2 separate regions of the Zea mays genome follow, and region 2 is linked to region 1. Evidence: chromatin contacts called from public Hi-C data. All regions are on one chromosome and are shown on one strand. The core of a region is the stretch at or near the end of the contact, and the rest is flanking DNA. Distances in the headings are between cores, read along the strand shown.

The links. A called contact is a pair of places that touch in the nucleus more often than the background predicts.
Region 2: a Hi-C map of leaf shows a contact between it and region 1, with 5 times the contacts expected there. The contact joins the promoter of LOC100191979 here to the promoter of LOC100279520 in region 1. A contact is called at or near these places in 3 of 25 Hi-C or Micro-C datasets (bundle sheath, ear and leaf).

The regions. Positions count from the first base shown.
Region 1 is chr4:241,423,084-241,429,264 of Zm-B73-REFERENCE-NAM-5.0, reverse strand. LOC100279520 reads right to left here and starts at 1,805. Exons shown (of 2, transcript NM_001317823.1): 1 at 1,544-1,805; 2 at 1-1,414. The coding sequence starts at 1,571. LOC100275083 reads left to right here and starts at 5,344. Exons shown (of 5, transcript NM_001149269.1): 1 at 5,344-5,603; 2 at 6,053-6,181. The coding sequence starts at 5,545.
Region 2 is chr4:241,558,407-241,565,397 of Zm-B73-REFERENCE-NAM-5.0, reverse strand. LOC100191979 reads left to right here and starts at 3,396. Exons shown (of 2, transcript NM_001137403.1): 1 at 3,396-3,535; 2 at 4,898-6,490. The coding sequence starts at 4,919. The coding sequence ends at 6,202.

The sequences.
Region 1 (6,181 bases), core at 556-3,055:
GCAGCCAAGCTTGCATCGGTGAAACCTGGGCAATCCTTGATTGTAAGGAAACGAAGTGATCGGCAAAGAGGAAGTTGTGCAGGCGCAGAGCAGATATCCTTGATCCCCATGCATTTCACCAACGATAGAGCCCTGAACTTCTCTCTGCAGTTGAGGAGGAAAGCAAGAATACCGACAAGAGAAACCCGGTTGCATTCCTCGAGATGCAAGTTCTCAAACACCTTTGCTGATTCTGTGAACGCCTTGAGGCCAGCATCTGACACATATCCGCACTTCCTGAGGTACAGCTGCTTCAAGTTCGGGCAGAACTTGGCAATAGAAGCAAGCGCAAGATCGGTGACTCCAGGGCAAGAGGTAACACTCATGCACCTGAGATTCTGCAGGCCAGCAGCATTAGCCATCACCCAGAAACCCCTCTCACCAACAGCAGCGAGACGAGTAAGTGTAAGGTCAGTGATGGCTTTCCCATAGTATCCAATCACAGCAAGCGAAGCATCAGTTATGTTCAATCCCTGGAGCCGGATCTTTGTAAGAGCAGCGGTAGCAGAGCACACCAGGCTGGAAATGCCTTGGTCACCAACAAGAGGGCAGTTCTTGATGTTCACAGCTTGCAGCTTCACGCAGCTGCGGCCAATCGCCCTCAGGCCCTCATTGGCAACACCGGGGCATGCCTCAATGGTCAGAGACACCAAGTTGGGGCACCCCTGCGCAACAGCGACGAGGCCCTTGTCTGTGATGAGGGGACATCGACAGATATCCAGACGCTCGAGCGAGGGACACCCGGCAGCAATCTCCGCGAGCCCAGCATCGGTGATAAGAGGCACATCCCAGAGCGCGAGCGAGCTGAGGTTGGGGCTGCCGCGTGCAACCGCCGACAGTCCTTGGTCCGTGACGCCACGGGTCGGGTGGCTGCCGCGGACGGCGAGCTTCTCCAGCCCGCCACGGGATCCGGCGACGACGGCCATGGCGGCCAGGCGGACGTCGGTGGCCTCCTTGCCCTCTAGGACCCTGTCGACGCACCGATCCGCGGGGGACTCCTCATTATCCTCCTCCATGACGAATTCCTCGTTCAGGTCGGGCAGCGACGGGGTGTCCGCCGCCGCCGCCGCGGCCTGGCCGAGCTCGGAGGCCCGGATGCTGCCGAGGAGCGCGAGCCAGCGGCGGGAGACGCAGGCGGAGGCGCCGCGGCCGCGGCCGCCGGGCACGCGGCGCAGGATCTCGAAGAGGCACTCGTCTGGGAGCGCGTCGAGCGACGGCAGCGGCAGCTGCCTCTGCTTCTTGGCCGCCCTCACGAACTCGGCCGCCGCCGCGGCGACCGCGGACGCGGTCACCAGCGTGCGCTTCCGCTGCTGCACGGCGCCGCGGCAGAAGAGCCCGGCCAGCTCAGCCGGCGCCGAGACGAGGCACCCGCCATCTGTCCATTGAAGCAATCAAAATCAGAACGGAAGAGCACACGTAATCACTTCCTCCCAGCGTAAATCTCAAATCAAAACAAAGCTCCGAAGAAAATAAGAAGAAAGAAGAGGTTTTTCGCCCTCCTCACCTCCGTAATAAGCGTAGAGCGCAGGCATGTCTTCGAATTTCCCAAGACCGAAGGAACCCCTTCCCCTCCCAATCGAATCAAGACCAGGAGAACGAACAGGAGCACGGTCACCGCCGGATCTGGACCGCCGGAGAGGACCGGAAGCATTTACAGCCCGCCGAAGCAAGAAAAACGGGACCCTATCGCCGCCGGCGACAGGGGAAAAAAAGGAAGCGAAGGAAGGAAGGAGAAGGGGAACCTCTGTGGGGATAGTGGAGGAGACCACCGACCTGGGAGGAAAAGAAAACGGCAAAGAGATGGGAGAGGAATATAGGCTAGAGAGGGAGGGGAGTGAGAAAGTGGGGGCTGGCCCGCTTGCGTGTGGCACTGCGGCGGGGCGGGGCGGAGCCGCGGAGAGGATGAATCGGATCGGGGGAGAAATCTCGCACGCACCCTTGGTGCGCGGTGCGGCCAACCCAAGGGACAGAGCGGGGGCCTCGACGTCGCGTCGCGTGCCCCTCGACCCTCGTGGCGCCAAGTTGCACTGCACCGCACGCAGCGAGCTGGATCCATGAACCTCCGCGCTGGACGGGTAGTGCGTGGGGTAGAGCTCGAATCCAGATTTTTCATGCACGCGTGTCGAACTTGAACGTGACAATAGTTTTTTTTTTTAAAAAAATAACTAGCAAAACATTATAACGGATAACTTTCACAGAATTTAAATAAGCTAACGAGCCACTCCTGGTCTCATGTCTTGAATATAGAGTACATTGTGTCTTCATCATCATATATGTCTTGAGTTTTTTTTACGTTTGGTAAACACAGTCAGTGTACATGTCCTAACAACACCTGGCGCAGAAACGCTTTGACAGGTCCCCGCACCACACGCCACTCCTGTTTTGTCACGCCCCTCCGCGCGTGCAGCGAACCTAGCCGCCGCCTCTCCCTGTCAGCCGCCTACCCCACCCACCGAGCACCCAGACCCGGGCCGGATGCATGCACTGCACACCGACTCCAGCCAGACCTTCCTCTACCGTTGCACCCATCCCCATTCCCCAAGCGTACTAGTAGTCCAGGTGCATGGCACCGCATCGTGTACATACTATAATGATGATGCCGCCACTTATAATAACAACATATAAATCCTCCCACTTGCTTGCTTGCTTGCCACACGTTAACACAGGTGCTTTGTTTGTCTAATTATTAATGGCCTAGTGGATGAATGATTTGTATTGGACCGTATCGTCCTTTGGCCGGTAATCAAGTGATTAGCGGAGATACGCTAGATCCGCTCTCCGTTTTTTGCCGCCGCCGTCGTTGATTGATCCTGCAAAATGTTGAGCACAAAATGTCATTCGACTTGCTGGACGTGCACCCCCCCACTACTTTTTGTTTACTCGTTACTACTACTCCCTCTCGGTGCCCCAATGGTGTTCCCGTGTTTCTTGATGAGTCCGTTGATTTTATTTTAAAAAAAAAAATAGCCACTTTCACCAGCGAGTGGCGACGAAGAGGCCTGCGAACGGAAAGTTGGGCTGCACGACAGTGTGGAGTGCTCCCGGGCGGGCCCTTCTTCGTTAAATTGGCCCAAGCGTTGGCTGTTTTTTTTGGATGAAAAATGAATGTCATCCACGCAAACATGCTGCTACGATAATCTAACCAGCTCCATATGTAGAGTTTGTTTGGTACAGTTTTTCTCGTGACATTTTGGCTCTTTTCCTGCATCAGCAGCCGTAGCAAACACTGCTTTTCTTTTTAACGAGTGTTTTGTTCGTTCTTCTCGTAAAATGAACATACAAGTCGTGATCTATGACTTCTCCAGCTGAGCAGCTCTGCCTGCTCTAAACTGCAGAGGGATTTGCAATTTCACCATCGCCGGCAAGCAGCGGGCTTCGCTAATATAGTATTAGGTCTACGAATTATAGACACGGATAAACCCATAATAAATCATAGCATAATAGCAAATAGCCACCACTTGCGGGTTGCAAAATTGCAAATATTTTTGTAACGTAGATCGGACTAGATAAGGATCCGGCTAGAGATAGCAATGAGTACCCGAAACCAGAATACCCGACGGGTTTTACCCGATATGAAGGCGGGTACGAGATAATTTCTCTACTCGTGGGTATGTTAATGAGTAAAAACCTCTACCCGTTGGGTAGACGGGTACGGGTTGGAACTACCCATACCTGTCTACTCATGGGTAAAATATACCCGCATCAATACAACTATAACCATCTAATAGAGCTCATCTTAACTAAAATAAAACCCTTCTCTAGCTATCATTTGTCTAGATACCAAGTTATGTAATCATATGATTTGTTACATGTGAAGTTGAAGTTGTTTTTATATGTTTATTTAATATTTTGAGCGATTGGTATATTGAATTTAAGACTTTTCTAGCGGGTATGGGTTACCCGACGGGTAGAAATTTTTTTTGATAGGGTACAGGTATGGAATAGTAATACCCGACGGGTATATACCCGTTGCCATTCCTAGATCCGGCCAAATGGATGCTACAAACGTTTGGTTTCTCTCAACACTATAATAAATGGGCAACTACATATTCGTTTAAGGGTGTGTTTGGTTGCGGGGGCAGTCGGGCACAACCACACCCCCCTATCGTCCGTCTAATTCTAACGGAAAGCTGGTGACGAAACCGGAATAGTCCTGTCCCAATCTCTCACCCTGAACTAAACATCCTTATCTAAGGGATCATCCAGTCTCGTCCCATCATTGCAACCAAGTATACCCTAAGCCTATATCTAGGGATAACAGCTAGGCGGGGACAGGGGCGGAGGCCTCGATTCTCAAAACCTATTTTCTGTCTCGATCCTAAAATGCTTAACACGGAGGATTTTGCTATGTCCTCGTCGGGAACCTAACCCCGAGAACTTGTAGGGATCAATTGTTGAACCGTTAAACTTACACGTGACGATGTTTTTTGTTAATAGTTAATGATAAAAATAAATAATTAACTTGTCAAGAGACCGTTTATTTTGCAAATATGTTTATTTTGATGCACATATAATGATTTTCTTACGTCCGATAATGTGTATAAGTGACAATATTTTAGATTAATAACAAATGATGTATATTCTAATTATAATTTAAACCGGGACGAGAATTCCCGACATAGATTAATCTTCACGACGAACAGTGATGGGAAGAAACGTCCCCCATATCGTTTGTGTAGATCCCCGTGAGATGAGGAGCTATTGCTATTTACTGTTGTCATCCCTAGTTTCGCTTTACCCTCATCCTCGCCTCATTTTAGATCGGCTCTCACAGGAAAATTGACATCCTTACCTGCATGTCAAGTAATTTTAAAGGAAATAAGACTGGTTACCTACATCTAAAAAATAATACGGCACCCGCTATTTCAATAATGATATCAACAAGACGACGACGACAACAACAAGAAGAATATTATTAAGTTTAGGCAATGATTCGACCTCCAGCCATTTCCGTGAGGCGGAGAATTTCCTAGCCCAAAGCACGGCTGCGTGACGCTACTTGCACGCCAACTCGGTTGATTCCCCGTCGCGATTAACGCCACACGTAATCTCGATCCGTTATCCTCGGCCAGGCTGAAACGACTCCTCCCCCTATGGACCCGCACGTCCTTTTGCAGCGCCCTTCCAGCCGTTGGCGCCGCCTCGAACGCACCTGATCGCCCCACGTACGGCGCCGATGGGCCCCGTCCAGCCGGGCGGCCGCAATGATGATTCCTGCCCCCTTCGCCTCCGGACCGAAAGCGAAGTGAGCAGCTGCAGGGGGAGGCCGCCATTATCGCAGCACGCCGCCGCGTCATCTAATCGAGGCGAGGGGGAGACAGAGAGGAGGAGGAAAAACGGGAAATAAATCTTCATCAAGCAACAGGTAGCGGGAGCGGACGCGAGGTGAACCACTAGCTGGCCAGTGCCGGCCGAGGCTAGGGTTCCGGGGATCGCGGGCGCGGGCTCGGGCTCGACTTTCGTAGCCTAGCCGCCGCCGCCGGCCGCGCGGGGGAACCGGATGCTATGCTGCTGAGCTGCGGGTCGCTCTCCTCCTGGGTGCGCCGCTTCGTCGCCTGCGTTGGGTAAGTCACCCTCTCTCTCCCGCCCTGTCGTTCGCGGCGTCAGTTGATTGCTAAGCTTGTCTGCTTCCCGCTTGCTCCGATGTGATTGGCCGTGGATTGCGTTTAGCTGTACCGACGCGATTGGCTCTGCGCTGAATCCTTGGGGTCTGTTAGTTTTGGTGAGGATTGAGTCCACATGGGATGGGAATAACCGAGCGGGCCCTTATGAAATCAATTGCGGTGAGTGATCCGTGTATCTGTTTGAGTGGGTTAGCTAGCACTTTGCAGGTTCCAAAATGGCTGTAAGTTACTAGGTGTTAGCTCTAGACAACCCAAACTCATATGAAGGAAAAACAGAATGATCTAACTATTTGTTTCAAATGTAGCATTTTTTTTATTTCTGCTGTTATGCGTCAATTACCTGGTAGTACTAATCGTTTCTTGGCCAATCCTGGCTTGCAACAGAGCAGAGGTTGTTTTGGTTGTGCCCAGCCTACTCCAATAATAGCTGTTGACAAGCCTACAAAAGGTTTAAGAATTCAAGGACGCTCAGTAAAAAGGCGCAACGTATCAGACGACTTTTGGAGCTCGAGCCCACA
Region 2 (6,991 bases), core at 2,147-4,646, 130 kb before region 1:
GCAGGGCTTCTTAAAATATTTCTTGAATTTGAAGTGGTAAGGAAGCCGGACAAGATCCCCTTCCTTCTTCTCCCCCTTTAACTTTGGCATTTCCCATTTTTTCAGAGTAGGGAAGACTTTGAATGCTAAGAATTCTTGAACCAGATCCCTGGTACCAATATGCTCTGCAATGATTCTGAATTCATCCATTGCCCGTTGAGTTTGACCCTCTGGTGTCATGTTGCAGTGGGGTCGGGTTTCTCCGAAAGTTAGCTCGAGTGGACTTTGCACAAGCTTCTCCTTGTCCTCATCAACCTTGACATAGAACCATTCTGATTTCCAGCCTGCCGGCCATTTGCTTCGGTAGCTGATTACAGGAAACTTTGCGGTTTTCCGGTAGGCAAAATTGTAGCAACCGAAGTTTTCATGAAGCCCATCTTTTCTGGCCTTTGTTTGATAATGCAATTCATGAACTCGACAGAAACTGTCAGCAAAAGGCTCCACTGCTTGGCTTCGGAGGGCCCAAATATAAACGCTAAGCCTAACGATAGCGTTAGGAGTTAACTGGTGAAGGTAGATGCCAAACCTCTTCAATATCTCCGCAACAATCTCGTGAACAGGGAATCTTAGCCCAGCCTTTAAAAAGCTTTTGAAGATGACAACCTCGTCCTTCTCTGGCTTCGGGGTGGTCTCTTCTCCCCCGAAGCGAAGTAGCTTCTTCTGATCTTCACTGAAAAAACCTGCTTTCACCATCTTGGCGAGATCAACCTTTGAAACAGTCGATTTTCCGAAGTCTAGGTGGCTGGGTTTGCTGGGCATGGCAATACGGTAGTCATCTTCGGAGTCGGTTTCTTCAATGTTCCCTTCTCCTTCGGCAGCTGTCGGGTTTGCTTCGGCAGCAGGCATTTCTTCCGCAGTCACCAGTCCGGAGCGCTGCATCGCTTCGGAGATGGGCACAGTCTCCGAAGCTTCAGTTTCGTCCCCCTCACGCTCAACCCTAGCTGTAGAGCGAACTCTGGCCATTTAATTATGAACTTGTGAAACTTTGATACTTTTTTCTCCGAAGCAGGCTTCAAGATGGAGCTTCGTTCAAATCTGACAAACAAGCTTCGGCGATGGTTAAAAATTTTGGCAGCAAAACAGTGCAAATAACAGTAAATGCTGTGGTAACTTCACACCTACTCGTCTGTTTATATAGTGCCGCAGGTAAGAAGGTGAAGCGCCAGGAGTTTTACACCAGGCGGACACCCGCTCGCACTCGCTGTACGGTGGACCGCAGTGACCGAACAGTAACTCTGCAAGGTGGGGCCGCTGCGCGCAGGGAAATCCAATCGTTTCTCGACAACGAGCTCAGGGAAGGTGTTTTTTGAGACCTTCGGCGCTCTGAAGCTTAAGAAACTTTTTTCACGGATCAAGCTCGTTACGAAAAACGATCTAGCACCGCGAAAGGGGCTACTGTTGGGTCTATGCTTCGTCGCCGAAGGTCTTATAGAAAGAAGTGATCCTCGGATGAAGCTGTTCGCACAAGATAGCCGAAGGTGCCTTTTCGCAGAGCTTCGGCATTACAAACCGACTTAAAGATAGAATGACCTTTTAGTCCATAAAGGTCTGAGTCAACGTTGTAAGTTCTTATAAGGGGCATACTTGTAATTCCTCACAGGCTGCGTCCTGTGCCTATAAATAGTGAACAGTATTCCGTTACTGTTCACGCTTTTTCTGACATTTTTGCAATCGCATTTCTCGGAATACAACCTTTGTCAAGGCATAGGTATCATTGTATTTTATGATTCAATATATTAAGTGAATATTATATAATGCATCTGTGGATCATTTATTCATTCTTACCTTTTACTTTGCATTATTCTACAACGTTTATTGAAAATTTATTACGAAGGTTCAACTTCGTAATAAGACGCTTATCAACCTTCGTCTAAGATCCATTATCCTCAAAGGTATAATGCTTCGCGGACGAAGGACAGTATCATTTAACATTCTATGTTGCCTTGTTCTTAATTCATAGCATTTGAGAACAAGTCCCCAACACTGCAAGCTCAATATAAATATCTAAGTTAATATATGCACTTGATTAAGCTGGATTTTGCTCAATAGCTTGGCAAGCCGTTAAAAACCAACTACACTGACTTTCATGTAAAGCCACATGTTGATGGATCATCAATCAAGATCAAGTCAGTCAATGAATCCTCAAACATCAGCAAATCTAACTAGGGTCTGCTCGGTTACATGAGCTAAAACTAACAGACTAAATCTCCTCATAAGCTAAAAATAGTTGAAAGGATATTTTTATATCATTTTAGTCACTTTTAGTTCTTTATGTTTGCTAAACTTTAGTTACATTTAACTTAACTACTGAGATCCAAATTGTCCCTAAGCAAAATTTCGGGGCTGTAAATTATGAGCGCAACCCAATGGCCTGCTAAGCCCAGGTTTACTTGTGTGTGCTAAATATTATATTTTAAATACTATTATTTGTTAAAAAGTTTGTAGAACCTATTCACAGTACCTCTTGACATTAAATTGGGCATTTCAATTAACATATGGAACCACATAACCATATAGTGTCAGTCATTTTAAAATTCGTATGGAATTTTCATTGCTTATTTTGAATCTCATATGAACCTATCATTTTTTCTCGACATGGGAAATTCACGTTATTAGTTATTACTAGTTTTTGTAGAGAATACATATGATTGCCCATAAAAAAGGACAGCTGGCTACAAATATTTTATTCTAGTTTTATTAAAATTATTATTTATATTTAATGAGGTGACGCACTAGTAAAAATAAAACAACGCTACACAAAAAATACGAGAAGAGAGATGAGATGAACAGCGTGCACCGTTTTTCAGCATATTGGAAATTGATTAAAACTCCACCGATAACGTTTTTGTCATCCTCACAAGTCAGAATATTGAGTGAAACTTCCTCGAAAGCACCTTGTTTTATAATACCAACATTTAAATTTGTAGACACGTGAATTGTGAAATAAAACTGTTAAAAGTTAAGTTTTGTTACTTTACCATCCAAATTCTAAATCGAGAGTTACTTAAAAAATTTAAATATGGCTATAGGTTATAATAGATCACGATCTAATTGTATTTTCACAATTTTTTTTGCTCTTAATCAATTTTAGTTAAATTAAACAGAAATAGAGCGTAATTATAGTGATCTTTAATTTTTTTTGACTCTAAAGTTTAGAGTCTCCATCTATAATTATAGCTCATATAGTTTTTATCGGGTTGTTATGTGACCTTAGATCTCTATGTCATATACATAAAAAAATATCTTCTAAATATCATTCAATAACATATAAGAGATAGTATAAAATCTAATGACATCTAGGGGTCCATCTATTTTCCATACACGGGCCCGAGCTGCCTGTACGCTGCAGCGGTGCAGTCTGCTTTTTTTTCTTCGTCCATCGCCGCCCCCAGCTTATTTCTTTCTCTCTCTCGTGGCGACGCCGGGGCGGCCGTCGCTGCCGCCTACGGTGCCCAGGTCTTCCTGCCCCCCCTTCGCCGGCGCCGAGCACGAGAAGGTACGCCCTCCCCTTAGTCTCCCCTTCATGCTGTGCGAGACGCTGCACCCAAACCCTAACTTACTATTTGTCTATATGTATTCGGATCTGATCTAATTACAAGTGCATATGCATGTATCACGGCTATTAACTTCGACTACTTTGCAAAAAAAAAATATATTTAGTGTGTACATATGTACACCCATGTTATTTACTGGGTCCGCCCCTGCTTTTCGCTGGGAAGATGCTCTGGGATCACGTTGAAATATCATGCGAAATGGAGTTTGGTTGGCAGCACAAACCACAAAGTGGCAGATCTTTGTGTCATTGGTTGATGTGTGATGTTCGTGGTATGATTGGTACCATTCTAGTCAGACCCATAGGCGAACAGTTTAGATCCGGTGGCTGCATATATCATGGGGAATAAGAATTATCTCTCAATGGAATTGGAATTGCATAGTGTTATCCTGATGACGGAATTGATCGTAGTCTTGAACCTCTATTATCAACTTGTGAAGCAAAGGCTATCGCTGCAGTCTTTTTTCATTGGGAGAAAACTTCATTAGGACTTTCCTACTTCTATGTAGATATAGGGAATGCATCGCTAACTTGGAGTTGGAGTAGAATTGAACGGTGAATTAAAACTGCACGAGAGATGGACACTAGCATACATGATGGAAGCTAAAATAGCAAGTATTTGCTTTCAAAAAATGCTGATTTGTCCTTGATGTAGTCCACTGATCTAAAATTGGAGATAAGGTTGGATGGGTTTAATATCTAACATCGAATGATTGATAGTGCATTGTAAATGGTAAGGAGGGATAGCGAAGCATATTGGTTGCATACCATGCTTTGAGTGTCGTGTTTTCCTTTTTTTTATTTAGAACTTGTGAATTTGATATGTTTGTTCACCTTTCACCATTTCCACCTCTAAGGTGAATTGATTTCGATACATAATTATTTAATCTCTTATCAGAGTAGCCTAGTACTGTTTTCCTCTATGAATGGGTCTCTCTTCCTGTTGTGATTCATAGAGCCTTGCATCTGTAGTACTCAATATCCATTTCTGGAAGGACACAAGTATAAAAGTCCTTATTACTTCATTAAAGTGGGAGCATAATGGTTTTGATGTTAGTTAGATTAGAACATACTGGTGCCCATTTGATTCTGTATATGTGCTGTACATTTACTTCCAGTCATTTATGAATGAATTCGCATAGCAGTACCTAAACCATTCCATTATGATGTTAATTGCTCAACTGGAAACATTTATGTTGGATACTAAAGGTCATATTTTTATTTCAGTACAATTTTGTATCGGCAAGCCCTGTCTTGCTATTTTTGTTGCATAGTGATTACTGACAAAACCTTTACCTTGCACAGAATTGTAGTTGCATCCTAAGCATGGACTGTAATAGTGATGATCTTGATAAGCAGAATGAAGTGACGGGATCTCGAGTATTCATTCCTCAAGATGCCCAAGGGGTTATCCTTGCTTTTCTTCCTGGCAGGGATGTTGTCAAGCTCCGCAGTGTGTGCAAGTTCTGGCTAGAGTGCGTTGAAGAACATAGTTTTATGGACCGTCACCTGAATAATGCTTGCCGCTACCACCAGTCCATTGCTTGTTTCACCTCGCTTGATCATGGCCTAGTCCACATGTACACATTCGATCCTGCCACAATGAATTTCAGAAGTGTGGAGCTCGTGTTCTCAAGTAGGTTTAACATGTCAGCCCCCTGCAACGGCTTGGTGTGTGCCTATGATATAAAAGGCGATGCTGAGGTCTTGAATCCCACAACAAGGAAGCATTTGAGGCTCCCAGATTCAGCACTCAAGTCACGGTCTCTTTACTCTGAATATTTTGTTGGATTCGTGCACTCCACAAAACAGTACAAGGTGGTCTCTATCCGTCACCATGTGCGGTTCTTGACATTTGAAATCTGCACTATTGGCACACCGTCGTGGAGGACAATACATGAATCTGCAGAGCTCCTAGTGGCAACGAAGGCAGTCATTGTTAAAGATGGCATGTATTGGCTACTTCTCGATGAGGCTTCCTCCTATTCGTCTCGAGAAATCCTGACGCTCAACCTGACAGACGAGAGGTTCTCAAAAATTGCCATCCCAGATGCTGTAAAAAGCCACAAGTTGGAACTATTCGAGGGGGAAGGAAAGCTCCGTTTGTTGTCGACACATTCCGATGGATCTAGCAATATAGTGTCAGATATTTGGGTAGCGGACTTGGCTGGTGAAGACTGGATCCACTTGCAGACTATCATCCCCCTGACGCATCTGGGCATAAGCCCGTTTTTCCAGCTCAAGACGAAGGTCTTCTTCGGCAACCAGAAGAGACTCCTCTGCGTAGATCTTCAGGACGGTACGGTTTCATACATCAACATGCCTTCCGGTGAGACTTTGATATCCTGTGGCATGTTTGTGGAGAGCTTTGCGCCTGCCGCGACAGGCCTGGTGAGCTCGACTGCGTCATATGGTGACCGCTCTCGTCTGGCTGAACCGTCCATGGCGGACCCTGGGCCATCTTTCCGTGGCGCAGGGTCATCCTCGGCAAGCCGCGGACGGTCTTCTGGTCTCACCGGATGGTCCTCAGCTGACCTTGAGCAGTCCTTCAAGAGAACGAAGAGGACGACAAACATGCAGTGGAAGATATCGAAACATAGAGCAATCTAGGAGCGCCTGGCATGGCCTATGGATTACCCTCTAGACTGTACAGCAGCTGTAATTTTTTCTGTAGGTGGGTGCAATGCTGTACTTGCTCATTGCTATGGTACCACTGGAAGCAACCATGGCAATGGGGCGGGGAATACAAGAGGAAATCAATCAATAAATGTCAAGATCAAGGGGTGGCTTTGACTATAACCCCTCTTTTGGTAAATGTCTGGTGGTAGTTTGCTTCGTACTTGTATAAACTGTATCTGTATGTGTGCGTCGCAATTTGTAAACAAACAGGACGAGTATAAGTGTTGCCCAGACATGTTAGACCATACAAACTGAAGGCTCTGAAGTTGAACATAATTTTGTTTCGGTGGCATCATGCTGCTCCGCTCACACAGTGGGAAGGACAGCATTGGCGGGAAGCCGAAGTAGGGCCAGCACCAGCAGCACTGCCGGCGCACCGCGCCCGGCAGATCTTCCGGAGCTGGTCATGGATACCGTTTTTTTTTGCCCTCGCTGACTTCAATGATGAGGCATCCGTTGGCTGTGCCTCAGAGGCAGAGAGACCGGTGGTCTGACAGCCCCGGCACCGGGATCGTCTTCTCCAACTGCCACTGCCGCGCGTCCCTGCTGGCTTCTGTGCCAAGCTGTAAGATCACCGCTGGGTTGCTGATGAGTTGAGCACCGCTCCCAGCACTCGTCTCCTCTCACGAAGATCTTTAGGGTATAAAATCCTCTCACGAAGATCTTTAGGGTATAAAAAGTATCTGGAGTTATTACACGACGGCGAGCCGCCTCTTCTCC